Regions from separate parts of the Mus musculus genome. Here all the other regions are linked to region 3. The links are chromatin contacts, called in public HiChIP or PLAC-seq and Micro-C maps. All regions are on one chromosome and are shown on one strand. Each heading gives the region's core, a stretch centred on a gene start, on an enhancer-like site or on the middle of the called end of the contact. The rest is flanking DNA. Distances are from core to core; before and after follow the strand shown. Region 1 holds the start of Klhdc3 (kelch domain containing 3). Region 2 holds the start of Ptk7 (PTK7 protein tyrosine kinase 7). Region 3 holds the start of Tmem63b (transmembrane protein 63b).

Region 1 (2,925 bases), core at 348-2,847, 990 kb after region 3:
GGTAGGAGTGTAGATTGGAAAGAGGAAAGAAAGCAAAAATACCTTTGGGCAGGACAAGAGAAAGCCCCAAAGATGAGAGGGGCCACGGCTTTGTAAAGACAGCCGGCCAGCCTAGTGATAACAGGTATATCTGAGAGCTCTTTCAGGCAAATCTTTTTGCAACTAGCGATGCCTTTGCCAGGAGACATCTGCTGGGTTTGGGTGATCATTCACTTCCTGTTCAAAAATCCTTGGCAGGGAGGAAAAACCTCGGGGGTGGGGTGGGTGCACCTCAAGCAAAGGAGGTTCCCTTCAAGGGGACAGACGCAGCTTTCATGAATCAACTGCCCCCACAACCTTTCACTGTATACTTTAAGTAGCCATCTCTCTCAATGTGAAACAGCAGCAGCCAAAAGTTAAACTGTTCCTTCATTACTCAGGCTCTTCAATTTTTGCTTATCAGAGAAAGAGGACTGAAAGCTTAAGAATCCAAGTCCAAGGCACTCGTGCTGGGGCATGGAGGCAGGGGGATGTCTGTGTAATTAAGGTCAGCCACCTGGGTCTACACAGTAAGTCCCAAATTAGCCAGAGCTACAAGAACCTGTCTCAAAAAAAAAAAACAAACAAAAAATAGAGAAAGAAAGGAAAGAACGTGGTGGTGGAGAGCCTATCAACCTCCTTCATATCTTTTACTCTCCTTTGAAAGTAAGTCCAGATAAAACGAAAATGCACAAAGATAAGACTACAATCCCAGTGGCAGACGGAGGAAGACTCCATCTTCCTAAGGAGAACTCGGAGGCAGGAGGTTATACGTTATCTCTGGGTCTCCAGCATTTCCCACCAATAGGCCATTTTCAACATCCCAGCCCCTGAGGTCGGCTTCCCCTCCCTGCTCGCGCCCCTTCCCTTCTTAATTTCCCGAGAGCCTTGCAGTTCCTCCTCCCACCACTTCAAGGTCCACACCAGAGCCCTCTAACTCGTCTAAGTTCACGAAGGGAAGCAAGCCATTCTTATCCCCTGCCAACCATACCGCTCTGTGAATGAGACTGGTCTCCGGTTGTAGTCCACCTTTCTCAGCCGCCCCTCCCCCACGACGCCACACTGCCCCCTCCCCCTGCCATTATGCTCAGCTTCCTGATTCTCTTCGGAACCCACTCGTCCACTTCTCTCAGCGCTTCCTCCAGCCACCAGGTCTCTCCCACCCGTCTCCAGGCCATTTTCCCCTAACCCTTTCGCGGACCATTAACACTCCTCTTTCCCAGCATCCCCCTAGCTCCCTCCCCACCCCCAGCTCAGCCTTCTCAGCCCCTCCCGCGCGGCCCCAGCCGTAGGCAATGGGCGTCGCCTGTCCCTTCAATTTTCCTCATCCCCCCAACCCATCCCAGGCTACCTGCCAGGCCGGGCCGGGGTGGGGCCGCGGGTCCTCGCGCTGCCAGCAGCCTAGAACCCGTTGCCCGCCAACCGATTCCTCGGTCCCCAACGAGATAAACACTGCCAGACTTCGTCCTTCCGGCGGGCAGCGGGACGCGCACGTGCAGTGAGAATTGCCGGCCCGACAGCTTCAGGGACTTGTAGTCCACGAATTACCCCAGGGCCGAAAGATGGGGAGCGGGTGGGCGGGGCCGGTTTGTGCGCATGCGCAGAACACCAGTTCACGTCGCACGCCTGAGGGTCACTGGGTAATGTAGTTCTTTGTGGTCCGGGCAGGGGATGGCGGAGGCGGGGCAAGAGGCGGACTTGTCCTCGCTTGCGTCAGTCTCGGGCACGGGGCGGGGCTGGAGGACTAAGAGCCCCAGCATGTCCTGCCCCGCCGGAAGTGAAGGTGCGGGTCCGGCTGTGGGCTCTGAGAGGGTGAGGCGCGAGGAAATACCAACGCCGAGAATCAGTGGGGCGGGTAGGGGACTCTGTAGCTGGGGCCATTGAAGGGGAGACCCTGGGCCTGAAGGGGTTTTTGCCAGGCGGTACTACACTCCCCCGGAATAGAGGGAATGAGGGGCGGGGACGCGCTATGGTGGGTAGCCTGGCGACCAGCAGTTACCTCCAGAGGAGGGGCGTGGTGAGAGGGGCGAGGTTCTGGGAAGAGGCTTTTAGGAAGAGGTGAAACCCTCCGGTGGTCGGTTCATTTAGGAATCGGGCGAGTTAAAGACGTGTGTGCTCCAGCTCAATATGAGAACCCAAACTTGAGACAGGGAGGCAGGAGAGACGGGAGGAAGATGCAAGTTCCATGCGAGAGGGAAGTGGGTGGCTGAACGTGAAAGGAGACCTGGTTTCATCCCATCCCTATCCCGCCTTTCTGTCCCTGCAGCCCCTGCCCGGATGGCAGCAGTAGTTCTAGGGGGAGACACCATGGGCCCTGAGCGTATCTTCCCCAATCAGACTGAGGACTTAGGGCCACATCAGGGTCCTACAGAAGGAACTGGGGATTGGAGCAGTGAAGAACCCGAGGAAGAGCAGGAGGAAACAGGAGCAGGCCCAGCAGGCTACTCGTACCAGCCCCTCAATCAAGACCCTGAACAAGAAGAGGTGGAATTGGCACCAGTGGGTGAAGGAGAAGATGGAGCTGCTGACATCCAAGATCGGATCCAGGTATGGTGGAGGATGCTGTTACTAAGCAGATGAGATGGAATGTACCAACAGCTGTTTATCATAATGGCAGGGGGAGGGGCGCCTAACAAATTATCTTCTCTGGTTCTGCAGGCCCTGGGGCTTCATCTGCCAGACCCTCCATTGGAGAGTGAGGATGAAGATGAGGAGGGAGCCGCCGCATTGAGCAGCCACAGCTCTATCCCCATGGACCCAGGTACAAAAACAACCAAAGCTCATTCCTTCATTTAGAAATAATTACCAAAAACTAGTAAGAACTGGGCATGGTGGTGCACACCTTTAATCCCAGCGCTCATGAGGCAGAGGCAGGCTGGTGGTCTCCTGGTCTACAGAGCAAATTCC
Region 2 (2,816 bases), core at 181-2,680, 940 kb after region 3:
AGAAGGCTAAGTAAGTTCTTTTTAGGTTAAGGACTAAGACACCCCCACCCCCACCCCCGCAGACTGTCTCCCCAAGGAGGGCTGTTTCCGCAGACCACCACTGGTAGTTTTGTCTTGGAAGGTAAGGAGGGAGTCATTTGGACCAGCAGACTGGGTATATGGGTGGCTTGGCGATTTCCGGTTAAGTCACTTACAACACCTTAGTTGTGACCGACTCTCAGGTGTGATCAGCCAGGAAATAAAAGTCTGCGGGACAGGGTGCCCCTTGTTTGCCCTGGAGATGGGGGGGGGGGGCGGGGGGGCCACACCCTCACCAAAGTAGAGAGACCCTTCACGAAAAGCCAGAGTTGGGCGCTCTCTCTCTCTCTCTCTCTCTCTCTCTCTCTCTCTCTCTCTCTCTCTCTCGTTCTATCTCTCTCTTTGCCTTTCTGCCCTTAGGAAGAGAGACAATCCTTTCCTCCGAGAACACGGACACACGGACAGGATGGAAATCCAGGAAACAGCAAAGCAAAGCCCGTCCGCACCTTGGCAAGCCGGCCATGCCCGATTTTGGCAGCGGCCTTCACTCATTAGTCACCACTACAGCCTGGGACCCTCCGCTCCAGGGATACGACCCTGGCACCGAGTAGGCTCAAGGCCTAGTTGGAGGAGAAGATTAGGCACTTCTCAGTCTAACCTGCCCTCACCCGCAGGGCCATCTGGGGTTCCAGCTTTGCCCCGGAACTTGCAGGGAGGGACCCGGGCGCGTCGGGCCGGCATAGGTAACAAAGCTCCGCGCCAGGCGCGCCCCATGTCAGCTCGGACGGGATCGGGAGCCAGGCCTATCCCCCTCATCTGGGCTCCAAGGCCCGGGGCATTCCTGGGTGTCCGCGTCCGCACCTTTTCACGGGATGGGAGGGCACTGCTTCTCCAAAAGGGAGATCTTAGCAGAGCTTGGGAGCCAGCGACTCCGGGCAACGCTCGAGCAAACTCTCGGATCGGGCGGAGAGAACTCACAGCAAACGCGTCCCCGCGCCCCAGTGCACCGTGTCGCCACCGCGTAGGGGGCGTCGCCAACCCAGGATCCTCGAGCCCCTAGCGAGCCTCTCCACCTCCCCAACTGCCCAGCCCACCTCTCCAGGGCCCTTCCAGCCCCCGGGACTCCCGCGCTTCTCAAAGCACAGCTCGGATCCTCCCGGTTCTCGGGGGACTCACCGGCCAGCAGCGGCAGAAGCAGGGCTCTGAGCAGAGTCAGCGGGCGGGCTCCCATCCTGGCGGGCTGCAGACGAGCAGCGAGGTTCAAGGCACACGGCGAGCGGGCGCGCGGACCGGAGCGCGGGGGCCGCCGCAGCAGCTACAGCCCGAGCCCGAGGCGTCCGGAGCTGGAGCCGCGCGCGCCCCGTACATCCAAGCCCTCGAGCGCGCCGCCGCCGCAGCCAAGCCACGCCCCCGACGCCCCCTCCTCTCCGCCTGCACGGCGCCCCGCCCCCTGACGCCCCCTTCCCCGCCGTCGAGGGGAGGAGCTGGCAATAGAAAGAAGGATCTGGGGAATGATGGGGGGGGGGGGGAGCAGCAGTGGCCGTCTTAGGGGAGTGCCGGAGACCTGGGTGTTGTTCCCACCGCCTAATCTATCCACTGGGACGCAAGAGAACCAAAGTGACTCTCAGAACTCCGTTAGGCCCTCTGAACCTACCTGGAGATCTGGAGCAATAGTTTGCCCAGAATTCTCCAAGTTGCTGGAGTTAAGCAACCCAAAGTGCTGCATGAGACAGACCAGCAGGGTGTCTCAGAAGAAGGCAAGGAGGACATAGCCAGGATGTCTCAGAAGACAAGGAGGGCACAGCTGTGGTGCCCGGTGGAACAGATGTAGCCAGGGAGGGGGAGGGGCGTGCGTGACACTGGACAAATCTGAACCCAAGGTAGAAACCCTGGGCTCCAACCCCCAGCGAGAGCTATTAAACAGACATACATCCCAAGTCCATCTCCAAGCAGTCTGGGCTGTGTCAGGGCATGGCCAAATCTCCAGCTGTGGGGAGGCCCAACGCAGCCCTTGTTCCAGGCACCCTCCACCCCCAGCGCCACCACCCCCACATTCTTTCTTTGTTGTGAAAGCAGCAAGGGGTGTGGGAGGCGGGTCAGAAGAAGTCAAGCTTTAGAAGATGGGCCCCAGCTGCTGACAGGCCTCCAGGATATGCAAGAGAGGATGGATAGCGCCTTGTCCCCCTTCTGGCTCTGGAGGGCCCCCCAGGCCTGCTTAGACCTCCCTTCCCCCAAGCAGCTGGGAGGGGGGAAGGAAGCCACAGAGGGCCTCACAGGCAGGAGAAGTGGCGCCAGGACTCCAGGGTCCTGCCACATGGCCACCACATGTCCCTGACAACCCCGTCCACAGCACCTTCTTCTTGTGTGCCTCATTCCCCATCCCCCAGAAGTCTTCCTCCAGGCCCTGCTAAAGAGGGTACAAACACGGAGGGAACCATTGAGCCAAGAATTCAACAGTCCTGCACACTACCACTGCCCTCATCCTTCTAGGAAGGGTCCTGAACAACGTCTTCAATGAAGACTCCGAACACAAAATGTTACCTGGTTCATTTATTAAAGAAACAGTGAAATATGTGGACCTGTAGTGAGGCAGCAGAGGGTAAAAGAGACCAGGGCAAGGCAGCCCAGTTGGCCAGCCCCAAACTGACAGAAGAGCCAGCATCAGGCGCATCCCTGAGGTGCAGACCCACTTTCTCCCACCTTGGGAGCCTCAGTCAGCTACTCTAGAGGACTCCAAAGTAGAGATCATGTTATCCTGAGGGCCCTTCCGAAGGGGGGTTCCCAGGGAAGGAGCCTAG
Region 3 (2,771 bases), core at 27-2,526:
CCGGGAGGACAAAGGTGCTGGCAGCATACCCACCACCTGAGCCTGGCAGCCACTCCCCTTCCCCTTCTCTCTTATATCTGGAAGGCAGAGGGCTGTGGTCCCCTCTTCAGGAGGCGTTGGGTACAATCTCATTCACCCGACTACTGCAGACCGGGAGGAGGTTCAGGGTCAGGGAGTGGTACTCGGTAGAGAGCAGAGCCCCAAGCCCCTCTGAGCAACCGGCCGCCAGACTTCCGATCAGGGGACCAAGGCGGGTGGCAGCACAAAGCTCCAAGGGCAGCCAGCCCCTCTGACCTCTCTTCCCCACTTCCCGGGCATCCTTGCTTTTTCTGAGCAACACAACGACAAGCTTTGGGACAGTCCGCACCAGGCGGTCAAGACGGCCGGGAGGGACAAAGCGCGCCCCCTCCCCCTCAATAGGGCCTTTGCCTACTCCGGATTCGCGTCTGAATCTTCTCCCCACCGCACCCTCCAACGCAGGCCCGGGCGGCTCATGAATGAACTGCTCTGTGTGGGGCGCAGGAGAGGACATGCTCCCCGGGCCGGCCGCCCTCTCCAGCCCGCAGATCAGTCCCCACCAGGGTTGGGGCAGCTACTCGTCTGGTGCTAACACCTCGAGCCCTGCCCTTTGCCCAAGCATGAACCCCTTGCTTGAGGCCGGCTTCGTCCCCAGCAACAAGAAAAAGAATTAAAAAAAAAAAAAAAGAGAGAGACCGAGGGCATTGGACTTGGCGACCCTAGAATGCAAAACTCGGGGGCGGAGGCGGGTGGTTCCCTTCAGCGGCGCCGGCGGCTGGGGAGCAGCTGGGACCGGAGGAGGGCCGCGCAGGGGCCGCACACCTGGACGGAGCAGGTGGAACTAGAGTGGCACTCGAGGGCCGGGACGCAGGGGTCCCACGCCTTGGAATATTCCTGAGGGGCGGGGGTAGAGGACGGCGCACATCTGGAGCCCCGACAGGGGTGGGAGGACTCACATCTGGCAGGGACGGTGCGGGTTTGGGGACAAAGCGTGCCTCCGTTGGGTCCCGTGGGGCCCGGGCACCTCTGGGTCCCGCAGGAGGTGGAAGGGAGGGGACGCGCAGCTGAGTCCGGGTGCTTTTTTTTTCCTTCCTTGGGGTGGTGGTGAGATCCTATGAGCCAAGTAAGGGGTGCTGGGGAGGGGTCCGCGTACTCACCCCTAGGCGCAGACTCGGCTCCGACTCGGGAGCCCCGGCTCCGGGCGGGGCGGGGCTGGGGAGGGGGAGGGGGAGTCGCCGGGCGGCTAGAGCTCTGGGCTCCTGCGGCGGCCGCGGCAGCGCGTGGGGGAGGGGGAGCAGAAGGAGGGAGGGAGGGCCGGGGAGGGGCTCCCGCAGGACCCGCCCCCACGCCGCACACGTAGAAAGTGCGCGCGCACTCACGGAGAACCCCTGGCGCGCAGGCGCAGCGTGCGGGGCGGGGCCTTGCCAAGCGGGGGTCCGTGGCGGGAGATTCCCAGGCTGTTAACGCGGTACGGTGGGGGCTCAGGGGAACACCTCGCACCCCTCGCGCTGCTTTTCCCGGTTTCTTCTCTGCAATAAGGGAGGCGCTGTCGGGGAGGGGTGAGGACAGGCCTTACTGGAAACCCAGTGTCAAGTGAGAAGGGTGCTCACTCTTCGCGAGGCCTCAGATCTGGACCCTCTCGCTGCCTTTTTGCCAAAGGCTTCGGGGTCCGCGCCTCCCACGCGCCCCCGATGCGCCCACCTGCTTATCCAGTTCGGGATGTAGAGCCTCGGGGAATGGGGGCTGAGATCTTGCCTGGGTTAAGTGGCTAGGCCGGTTGCTTTGACGCGTCTCCCGCAGTTTTATCTGCTTCTCTCTCTTGCTGGGCCTGGAGATGAGTTTGCTAGAAACTTCTGTGGTGTAAAGAGGGAGTCTTTGCTTTTGCTTCTGTCAGGCTGAATGACTCCTTTTGCACCGGGGATTCCCTGTATTCTCAGTTCACCAAAGACCTCTCCTAGTGGGGGGGTGGGGTTAAGACTTGAGAGTTGGAGAGGTGGAACGCCCCTTTTCTGTATGTCACCACACATCTCGAATACAAAGACACGACAGATACCACCTGTTAAATTTCGAGGTCTTAAAGGGGACAGAAGAAATACTGCTTCCCGCTGTACGCAGTAAGTGAGCTTTACACGCTGAGACTTAGATGAGGAACTGTGTAGCGGTCACAAGAGGCGAGACGGGATCACCTTGGATTACTTGGGAAATGGTGGCACCCAGGGAGGGTCTTGCATCACGACTGGACACTACCATCCTGGTCACTGTGTTTGCTGTATGTGGCTATTCAGCTGCTCGTTTTGTAGCTGGGGGTTTGCAGCTCTAAGATTTGGTCTGTTGAAGTGTCTTTCAGACACTCCCATGAGTGGCTTGGAAATCAGTTTAGTAGATCATGGCCATCGTGTGTGTGTGTGTGTGTGTGTGTGTGTGTGTGTGTGTGTTGCGCCTACAGTAGGTATTCTGTCTTGGGACACAAGGGCATGGGGGTGTATTAGGTGTCTTCTACTGTTTCTGTGTGTTGTAGAAAAGTTTGGGAAAGTATTGATCTCTTGTATACCTCTCGCTTTCCTTAGCTTGAGTTTTTAGTCAGTTAAATCCTCTGAAGATGCAGTTGATAGTACTAGTAATGAGCACATTGGAATTGGCCATCAGTGGGGTTTGCCCGTAATCCTAGATGTAGGTAGCCGTTAAGGATGTCAAGGCCATCCTTAGCTGCTTTGGGTGTGTAAGGCCAGCTTGAGATTGCCTGACACCAAGTC

What was found. Hi-C and Micro-C count contacts between places; a contact is called where the count stands out from the background. HiChIP or PLAC-seq counts read pairs in DNA pulled down with a chosen protein or histone mark.
Region 1: a Micro-C map of embryonic stem cells shows a contact between it and region 3, with 2.5 times the contacts expected there. The contact joins the promoter of Klhdc3 here to the promoter of Tmem63b in region 3. A contact is called at or near these places in 1 of 39 promoter capture datasets (pre-B cells), 1 of 484 Hi-C or Micro-C datasets (embryonic stem cells) and 3 of 115 datasets of contacts at active chromatin or transcription factors (large pre-B cells, pancreatic cancer cells and pro-B cells).
Region 2: a contact with region 3 is called in an H3K27ac HiChIP or PLAC-seq map of epiblast stem cells, with 4 times the contacts expected there. The contact joins the promoter of Ptk7 here to the promoter of Tmem63b in region 3. A contact is called at or near these places in 1 of 39 promoter capture datasets (cranial neural crest), 4 of 115 datasets of contacts at active chromatin or transcription factors (embryonic midbrain, embryonic stem cells and epiblast stem cells) and 2 of 9 other capture datasets (embryonic stem cells and liver).

Annotation. Positions count from the first base shown.
Region 1 is chr17:46,679,333-46,682,257 of GRCm38.p6, forward strand. It overlaps Klhdc3 (kelch domain containing 3), which reads right to left and starts at 1,598. Exons shown (of 12, transcript NM_027910.3): 1 at 1,370-1,598. Mea1 (male enhanced antigen 1) reads left to right here and starts at 1,789. Exons shown (of 4, transcript NM_010787.2): 1 at 1,789-1,873; 2 at 2,285-2,565; 3 at 2,677-2,779. The coding sequence starts at 2,296.
Region 2 is chr17:46,628,074-46,630,889 of GRCm38.p6, forward strand. Ptk7 (PTK7 protein tyrosine kinase 7) reads right to left here and starts at 1,431. Exons shown (of 20, transcript NM_175168.4): 1 at 1,195-1,431. The coding sequence starts at 1,249. It overlaps Klc4 (kinesin light chain 4), which reads right to left. Exons shown (of 16, transcript NM_001357130.1): 16 at 2,556-2,816.
Region 3 is chr17:45,684,942-45,687,712 of GRCm38.p6, forward strand. Tmem63b (transmembrane protein 63b) reads right to left here and starts at 1,277. Exons shown (of 24, transcript NM_198167.3): 1 at 1,176-1,277. Mrpl14 (mitochondrial ribosomal protein L14) reads left to right here and starts at 1,408. Exons shown (of 3, transcript NM_026732.3): 1 at 1,408-1,486.